3 separate regions of the Sus scrofa genome follow, and all the other regions are linked to region 2. A link is a contact called in public Hi-C data. All regions are on one chromosome and are shown on one strand. The core of a region is the stretch at or near the end of the contact, and the rest is flanking DNA. Distances in the headings are between cores, read along the strand shown. Region 1 has its middle 430 kb from the start of MYC. Region 2 has its middle 280 kb from the start of MYC. Region 3 has its middle 110 kb from the start of MYC.

Evidence for each region. A called contact is a pair of places that touch in the nucleus more often than the background predicts.
Region 1: a contact with region 2 is called in a Hi-C map of subcutaneous adipose tissue, with 2.1 times the contacts expected there. A contact is called at or near these places in 5 of 47 Hi-C or Micro-C datasets (adipocytes, fibroblasts, heart right ventricle and 2 more).
Region 3: a contact with region 2 is called in a Hi-C map of embryonic fibroblasts, with 3 times the contacts expected there. A contact is called at or near these places in 3 of 47 Hi-C or Micro-C datasets (embryonic fibroblasts and fibroblasts).

What each region holds. Positions count from the first base shown.
Region 1 is chr4:12,884,476-12,887,611 of Sscrofa11.1, reverse strand. No RefSeq gene overlaps it. Among named protein-coding and RNA genes, the nearest start is that of MYC, 430 kb to the right of the region's middle.
Region 2 is chr4:12,743,302-12,746,422 of Sscrofa11.1, reverse strand. No RefSeq gene overlaps it. Among named protein-coding and RNA genes, the nearest start is that of MYC, 280 kb to the right of the region's middle.
Region 3 is chr4:12,564,743-12,567,903 of Sscrofa11.1, reverse strand. No RefSeq gene overlaps it. Among named protein-coding and RNA genes, the nearest start is that of MYC, 110 kb to the right of the region's middle.

The DNA.
Region 1 (3,136 bases), core at 637-3,136, 140 kb before region 2:
GCACTCTTCCCTCCAGAGCTCTGGGTTTCATACCGGCCCTCGTGTCCTTGTTACATTCAGGAGCGCAGCTCTGTGGAACCTGTTAGTGGAAAATAGATTTGAACTTCTCTCCAGTGGTGGTGGAGCCAGACACAAGATCAGCTTTCCTGCTCTGAGTGGCTTAAGGAGGCTCTGAGAAGCCAGAAGATTGTCAAGGCCACAGACGCTGAGAAAACCAACTGCACACTCCTTGAGGCACGAAAGGACTTTAGCCATAAGCGTGTACAAGAGGTGGGAAAGTGGCCTCTTCTAGAAAAGTCTCAGCTTCAGCTACTTCATTTCACACTACGCAGTGCCAGGCAAAGCTCCGTGTAGGTTCTCCATTAATCACTGTCATGTAAATCACAGGAAAAAAGCTATGAGGAGCATCCACTAGCTGTATCTATTGATACAAACTCCTTATACAGCCTTCCACTGATCAGTCCCGGCATACTTTTCCAAAGCTTGTCTCCCCTTTACTCATCAGCAGTGTAGCTGCCAGAATGTTCACAGTTCCCCAGAAGCTGTATTCCGTCATGCTTCTCTCATTTACATTCTCCATCCTTCCCTAGACACCACTGTCTTCCTAAATATCACACCTGACTATGTCGCATGCATGCACACACCCCACATTAATCGGAATCTCCACCTGTGGGTGTAGAATGGAATCCAAGCCCATTAACCTGGCATAAAAGACCCTTCTCAATCCAGTTTCAACCTGCTCCCCCAGAATCATCTCCACTCTCCTCTTCATCTTCTCCCTTCCCTGATGTCACCACAAAATCATCTTATATTTGTCACCATTCCCAGGGGATACCAAACTGAACGCTGTACCTTTGTGAACTAAGGCTTCTCCACCTGATGTTGTCATCTCCTCTGTCTCTGCCGAGAAGATTCCTTCCCACCTTCCATCAGGTAGTCCTCATAGCTCTTCTGAGAAGCCCTTTCCAACGCCCCAAGATGGAGTCTTCCAAGAAAAAGCAGCTTTCTTAATTCACACATCTCACTACTACACTGAAATAGCTTAACTGCCCATCTCCTTATGAATCTGTGTATTTCTAGAAGACAGGGATCATTTTCTATTTCTGATTCTCCAGCACCTAACCCAATGCATCTCATATTGAGTTGCTTAGTACATATTTGTAGAATAAATAGTAAGTGCACTGGGTGACCTGGCATTTGGTGATGATATTGGCGGTCCTGCAAAGGCTGCTTGTGATCAAACAGGCTCCCCTGCATTTCTGAAAGCCCTACCATCAGCTTTGAGACCACCCCCCTCTCCTCTGAATATCTTGGTCTTCCAAAGACAGCAAGGCCTGAGGGAGCAGAAAGCAGGAGGTGTGAGCTTCAGGATTCACCAGGATCTCACGCTTGCTTAGAACAGTAGAGGACGCCAATGGGAGGCTAATAGGTATTGAAATCATCACCTACTTTTGTGAACACGGTAGATCTGAATAAAATGCTCTGTGAATTGTAACTCATTAAAGCTTGAGTCCTAACTCCATAAAGCACACTTATAGAATGCCAAGGCCAGAAAGACCTCCATAGCAACCACTCTATTGCAGAGGCAAGAACACTGAGACCCAGAGATCGAAAGAAACAGGAACAAGAATAGAAACAATAAATTCACAGCCACAGACTGGTAGAAAACAGTTCCTAGTAGAAGGAAGGGGTGTCTATTTAAAGTGCCAGCTTCTCTCTGCTTATCTGAGAAGCACTCAGGCCACTCAGCTCTGCACTCGATCCCAGATCCCCTTGCAGGGCACAGCAGATCTGGGAAGCTGCCATGGACCTTGGCAGCTCTCACGGTGCTTGCAGAACATTGACATTTGTCTTGGGGGTGACTAAGAGAGAAGATTTGCCTTGGTTAGAAATTAGTCAGATGGCATTTCCTTCGGCTTTGCTTTCATTTCACAGTGAAAGGTTGAAGTGCATGAAGCTTTTGGTTTTCCTGTCAGATTATTTCATTAATGATCTCTAGTTATTGCATAGTTTCTAGATGCCTAGGGCATGAGAACTTGATAATGAAGGATGCCCCCAAACTCCAGGAGAGGTTGGCAGATGCTAACGAGGGGGCCTCAGGAGAACTCATGCCAAGCCCTATACCTTGATTTTCTCACTTGTAAAATGAAGGGTTTTGACCAGGTAGCTCTGAGTCTCCTTCTTGCTCTGAGAGTCCTTGTGCCTCCAAGGCCACTGATGAACTGTCATTCACTTAGCACATTTTGCTCTTGCTTCTTGTGTGCTGGGCTCTATGGTTGGCCCTAAGAAGGGAATGACGCCAAAATGAACTTGATTCCTGCCATCATGGAGCTCCAGGTCTGGTAGAGAAGAGCCCAACAATAAACCACTGGAAAACACACATAACAATTGTCACCCATCCTCAAAGCAGTAAGAAGGATCTGAGTATTTGGTTCCATAGTATAAGGAAGTACATGGCGGGGGAGGGTGCTCATTTTATTTTATTTTATTTTTTGTCTTTTTGCTATTTCTTTTTTTTTTTTTTTTGTCTTTTTGCTATTTCTTGGGCCGCTCCCGCGGCATATGGAGGTTCCCAGGCTAGGGGTCGAATCAGAGCTGTAGCCACTGGCCTACACCAGAGCCACAGCAACGCGGGATCCAAGCCGCGTCTGCAACCTACACCACAGCTCACGGCAACGCCGGATCGTTAACCCACTGAGCAAGGGCAGGGACCGAACCCGCAACCTCGTGGTTCCTAGTCGGATTCGTTAACCACTGCGCCACGACGGGAACTCCCGGGTGCTCATTTTAGATGGAAGGTCTTCTCTGGGAGGGGGCTTCTAAGCTGAGACTTAAAGGCTTTACAAAGCTAGCAACTAGAAACATTAAGGCTTGAGCTTTCCAGGCAGAGAGAACAGAATGAGTAAGAGGCTGAAGGGGAAAAAAGGGTAATTTGGTCTGTTGGAGAAACTGAAAGAAGATGAGTGTGATCATAGGGCAGTGAGCCAGGCAACAGAAGGGGACTGTTCCAAATGGGTGAGAAGGGGCGGGAAGCATGAAAAGGTCAAAATGTAGGTTTCAGTATCACTGCAAGGGAGTTCATTAAGTGAGAAGGTAACACTTTGGTTTACATTTTAACTCTGATGACTCTTTGGGG
Region 2 (3,121 bases), core at 348-2,847:
GAGGGTAAGCGGGACACTTTTTAAAGATCCACAGGTAACTCTGATCATCTGTCAGCATGAATTACCTCTCTCAGGTTTCAAGAGACCACGGTGAAAGAAAAACCTCACTCTTTTGCAATTATGGGTGATCTTATTAGCACATACTTACAATATTTCTATTGAAGAAGTGACTGGAAATATCAGCTAATATTGTCTGTCCCAGTTTCTGAATGAACATATTTGTGCAATTAGACAGAAACCTCATAAGAAGATAGCATTCAGTTTGCAGAGATTCACTTTCCAGGCATCTTTTCACCATGGATCCTATTCTGCAAAAGACATTGACCTCACAAGAAACAGTCGCAGCCAGGTTCTCACTGTGCTGAATTTCCTCAAGTGCACCCCTTAAGTGGGCCACAGCTGCAGCCAGCAGATTTTGCACTTCTCTCGTTCCTGCTGAGGATGAAATAAATGTGCTGAGGCCAATAACCTGGTGAATAATTCATTTTTCCAAAGAACAATTTGTAAGCCTTGGGATTGCTTTTTGCCAAAATAAAGCGCAAATTTAAAAGATAGTAATACTTTCTGCATCTGTATAACCTTTTATAAGTTTCTAACCATTCCCTTAACAATGAGGCCGTTGACCGAAGCTAAGACTTGTTACAAGATTACAGTGTGCCAGGTTTTGTGCTAAGTGCTTCAACGTAAATCATCTCATTTAATTTTCGGAACGCTCTGATGTGGGTATTATTTTCATCTCTTTCTTCCCGAGGAAGAAATTGAGACAGAAGTTAAGTAAGTTTCCCAGGGCCGCACAGAATTAGAATCTACGTCATGGTCACCACGCTAGACTGCCTCCCATTTCCCATATGTTCCTATATTTCTATCAGTCTGTCTCTCCAGCTACTGTAAGGCAATAGCTAGAGTAATAGATAGAGATAGAGAAAGATTTGATCATCGCAAAACCCGGATGGTAAAGAGAATAAAATATTATGGTCCCCACCTTCCGATGAGAGACCTTAAGCTGCAGAGTTAAAACCACCTGCCCAAGGTAACACATTAGAGAGGCAAAATCCATTTTCTGCCCGGAATCATGTGATCTTCCCACAGCCCCGAGGCAACTCTGGCCGAGCCAAAGGGATTTCTCTAAATCTTGCCTTGCAGTGTGACTGGGGGTGGGGTGGGGGGTGGGGGGATGGGATGCAGCAATAGGCAGAGCCCAAGGACGCCACTCTCAGCCAAGAAGAATTCTTTATCAAATCCCCATCAGCCCGAAGACCAGATCATACCAAGATTTTGCAATATGAACATAATGTTCCCTACTATCCGGGATCTAATCCTTTTCCAACGGGGAGCACATTTGCAAACAATGGCTCCTAACCCATCAGGAACAGGATCCAACTCTTACCCCACACACCAGGACCTTTACACCACGTTGGAGGCAACAGCCCTGAGGTTAAAGGGCTGTTCCGTGTCTAACCACTGAAGTCTTGCTTGAAGGAAGGTTTCCCAAAATGAACCCCCAAAGAAACTGAAAATGGCATGAACGTACATCCTGTTACTCAACACCCCCTGGGTTTCATAACGTGAAGTCAGGAAGAAAAGGTGCCAACATTCCTGAATGTTAGAATCATTAAGGAGCAAGCTTGAATGTTCCCACACTTGAAAGCTAAAGAGATGGGGTTATTTGCTCTCCTCCTCACTTATGGAATCGCTGCAAAACCATATGGGCTGAATTAGGCATCCGACGTGAATGCTCCCTTTCCCATTCCCTTTGGGGGGCCTTGGGGCTCATCCCAGGCAACTGGCTTTAAAGACGAGGATATCCTATTTGGAAATATAACCATGAGTCCTGCTATTAATAAGTACTTTCTAACTTCAAAGCATTTTAATAACTGTTGCCCTAATGAAGTCTCAGAACCTCCCAGAGAAGAGGCAGGCTTCATTGTTTCTGCCTTGCACATGGATAAACTGAGGCAAAGCCCTATGGAATATGAAACCATAGTCCACCTAGTGGAACCACTAGAGTATTTAATAAGTTTTATGCTGAAGTAAAATGTCAAAGTTGAATGTTTTTCTCTTACCATTTGGTGAAAGCAAAAAGGGCATTTGAGACCATGTGTTATGATCAGGAAAAGCACTGTGCCGTCCTGACCTCAGGCTTTAACTCCTCTTAGCTTTAGTTTCATCCTCTCACAAATGGAAATAAAAATAGGACCTGCCATAATGTCTGGTTGTTTAAATTAATTAATATTAATTAATTAATTTGCATTAAATTAATGAGTGCATGTTAAACTTTCTGGCACACAAATAAACATTCAATAACATTTAGCAGTTCTTTTTAAACCGGTTCCTTTCCTACAGCCTCCCGTGGATTTACTCATTGATTCGCTAGTATTTATTGACAGTCCCTGAGGGTCCAGAAAGGATACAGCAGACAAGGTCATCCCTACCTATGGAATGACCTAATTCCTACATCCCTACGTATCCTATTTCTTACTATAAATTAATTCATGCACAAGGCAGGTCATTCTCCAGTGGAGATTTTGGTGTGACGTTATCGTTCATGTGGCTAAAAGGTTTCATCAGTTACAGTCCTGACCATACCACCAAAGGTGTGCGGGCTGGGGTAGCTTTGATCAAGGTCAACTAGCAGATGCTGGAGAATTTGAAGACAGTGCTCTGATGTTGGCCTTCTAACTGAGGTGACCAAACAAAGCTTTGTAGAATATGACGCCGGCTTATTTCTGTCTCAGTACGCGCAGTTGGGGAAGTCTGTGTTAGGTTTTTCTTGTTGCAGACACTGTGAAGGACTCTTTGATGGGAAGGAGGAGCACAAGGGAAGATAGAAGCATGCTTCTGGGTGATGGTGACCATTGAGCATCAGCAGTATTTTTAAAAGAAGCAGGATCAGTATGGCATTCCATGGGGAAGGTGCAGAGTTAACCAACACGTGGAGGTTCTGTTCACTAGAGCTTGTTGCTTGAGGATGTCTGTGGTCTCAGCATGTACAACTCTCGTCCTATTCCTTCCTAATTACATTTTAATGTATTTATATAATTTATATATGTGTACATACACACATACACACATATAGACATGCATATTTCTTTCAACAAATGCCTTTGAGTAGTAATAATTA
Region 3 (3,161 bases), core at 209-2,708, 180 kb after region 2:
AATAGCTAATATTGCTCCGATTGGAGGTGTTAGGACAACTGTAAACATAAAACTCTTTAGAAGGAGGTAGAAAGGGTTTGAAAAGACTGGCTTGAGTGTTAGGGAGTTAGGGTTTAAAGGAAGTAAATATTCTTTGAGCACCTGCTGTGTGCCAGGCACAAATGTACTCTCATCTTTTATCTTCCACCCCAGGTACAGTGCCTAGGAAGCTTTCAATAAGTGTGTTATTTATTGTATACATTGAATGCACAAATTGAATGAATCATTGATTCATTCCTATAATCTTCACAGATTTGCCAAATAAATATTATTATTATCACCTTATAAATGAAAAAGGAGATAAGTCTGGTGTGGGGAAACCACTTCTCCAAAGTCACATAGTTAGTGAGTAGAAGAATCAGACAACCAGATAAGGCCTCTTCTGAAAGCATTTTCAGCTAAAACCCAAAAGATGAGAAGGAGGTTGCTCAGGGAAGAGAATTCTCATTCTCGGGAGAGGGAACAGCCCCGGTGAAGGCTGTGAGGTGGGATAGAGACCAGCGTGTTGGAGGAGCAAAGAGAAGGCCAATGTGGCCTGAGCACATAGACCATGGCCCAAGATGGCCTTGCGGGGTGGGGGAGGGGTTGAGCAAGTGGGAGAGTATGAGCTTCAGTCCAGATCTGGGATTTTATTCTAGGCACAAGGGGAAGACTTGGAAGCATTTTAAGCAGAGAAGAGACACAATTCAAATTTCATCTTGCTGCTGTTTAGGGAATGGCCAGGGAGAGAGAGATAGGAGTAACCTCTAAAAGGTTGTCATAGGAAGAAGCCCAGGCAGGAGTTCCCGTCGTGGTGCAGCAGAAACAAATCTGACTAGTGTCCATGAGGATGTGGGTTTGATCCCTGGCCTTGCTCAGTGGGTCAGCAATCCAGCATTGCCGTGAGCTGCGGTGTAGTTCGCAGACGCAGCTCGGACCCTTCATTGCTGTGGCTGTGGTGTAGGCCGGCAGTTGTAGCTCCGATTCAACCCCTAGCCTGGGAACTTCCATATTCCACTAGTGTGGCCCTAAAAAGCAACAACAAGAACAACAAAAAGTCCAGGCAAGCACTGATGTGGTTGGTCCCAGGTTGAGGGTAGTAGAGATGGAATCAAGTGAGCGAGTGGGAAAAGTTTAATTAGTGGACCCAGTAGACCGTGCTGATGGTTGGTGGGGAAAGTTATAGAAAGGGGAAAAATGAAACTGTCTTCTAGCCTAAGCTATTCCTGAGACTTTAAAGTCTAGATAAATGCAGGTAGAGAGAAGATTAAAAGACTAGTTTGGGGCATGTTAAGGTTGAAAGCCTTGTGAGACATCCAAGTGGAGGTGTCAGGATGAGACCTAGGGGCTGGCTGGAGACCTGCCTTAGAAAGTCCTTCCCGTAGGGGTGGTTCTGACAGCTTGGCAGAGTATGACATCACTAAGGTCTGGGCTAGAGTCTGGGTGAGTTCAACAGTGTAAGAAGTGGCCAAACCCTGGGGAACACTAAGATTGAGAGGCTGGGAGGAAGAAGAGAAGAAGGAGGAGAAAGAGAAGAAGCAATTAATCACCAAGGAGGAAAACCAGGATGGGTTTGGGATGTTCCAAAAATCAGTCAGAATGACCATCATTGAAAAGTCTATAAATAATACATGCAGGAGAAGATGTGGAGCAAAGGGAACTCGCCTACACTGTTGGTGGGAATGTAAATTGGTTTAACTACTGTGGAAACCAGTCTGGAGTTTCTTTTTAAAAACTAAAAGTAGGGAGTTCCTGTTTTGTCTCAACAGTAGCAAACCTGACTAGTATCCATGAGGAAATAAGTTTGATCTCTGGCCTCACCCAGTGGGTTAAGGATCCAGCATTGCCGTAAGCTGCAGTGGGGGTGGCAGACATGGCTCAGATCCTGCATTGCTGTGGCTGTGGTGTAGGCCAGCGACTGCAGCTCCGATTTGACCCCTAGCCTGGGAATTTCCATGTGCCACAGGTATGGCCCTAAAAAGACAAAAAAAAAAAAAAAAAAAAAAACACCAAAAAATAGTTACCATATGATTCAACAATCCCATGCCTGGGCATATATCCAGAAAAGATGGAAACTCTGACTAGAAATGATACATGCACCCCAGTGTTCATTGTAGCACTATTTATAGCAGTCAAGATATAGAAGCAACCTAAATGTGTACACACACACACACACACACACACACACACACACACACCAGGGAAATAGATATTTCCAGGTAATATAATGAAATATTATATTCCAGGTAATACAACGGAATATTTCCCAGTCATAAAAAAGAATGAAATATTGCCATTTACAGCAACATGGATGGACCTAGAGATTGTCCTGCTAAGTGAAGTAAGTCACACAAAGAAAGACAAATATCATGTGATCTCATTTACGTGTGCAATCTAAAATAATAATACATGAGTTCCCATTGTGGCTCAGCAGAAACATACCTGACTAATATCCATGAGGACCCAAGTTCGATTTGTGACGGGTTAAGTATCCCATGTTTCTGTGAGCTGTGGTATAGGTCATAGATTTGGCTCAGATCTGACATTGCTGTGGCTGTGGCGTATTAGGCTGGCAGCTGCAGCTCCAATTCGACCCCTAGCCTGGGAACCTCCATATGCTGTGGGTGCGGCCCTAAAAAGAAAAAAAAAGTTAAAAAAATAATACAAATGAACTTATTTACAAAACAGAAACAGGACTCACAGATATAGAAAACAAACTTATGGTTACCAAAGGGGAAAGCATGGAGGAATAAATGAGGAGTATGAGATTAACAAGAGAAAAAGAAGGAATGGAATGAGGAGAAGAAACTGGCATTGACCCAAAGGACACAGATGTCTAGAATTGGAAGGTCAAGTCAACTCGTTCATCTGCCTTGTTTTCAGATGGGAATCTGCAGCCCAGATAGGGAAGTGGCTTGGCCCCAGATCACACAACTAGATAACCTCAGAAGAACTTTCTAACAGTGAGAACTATTGCCCAGTAGTGCAACAGACTCTCTCTCTCCTCAGGTAGTGCACCCTGTGCCACAAACAGAAGCTGGATGCAACAACTGGTTGCTAAAGGGCAGTCCTGTCAGAATGGGAGTGGAGGCGACAGTAGAGGAGAGTTCTCTAGTTCTAGCGTTGTACAATAGGTGACTCTT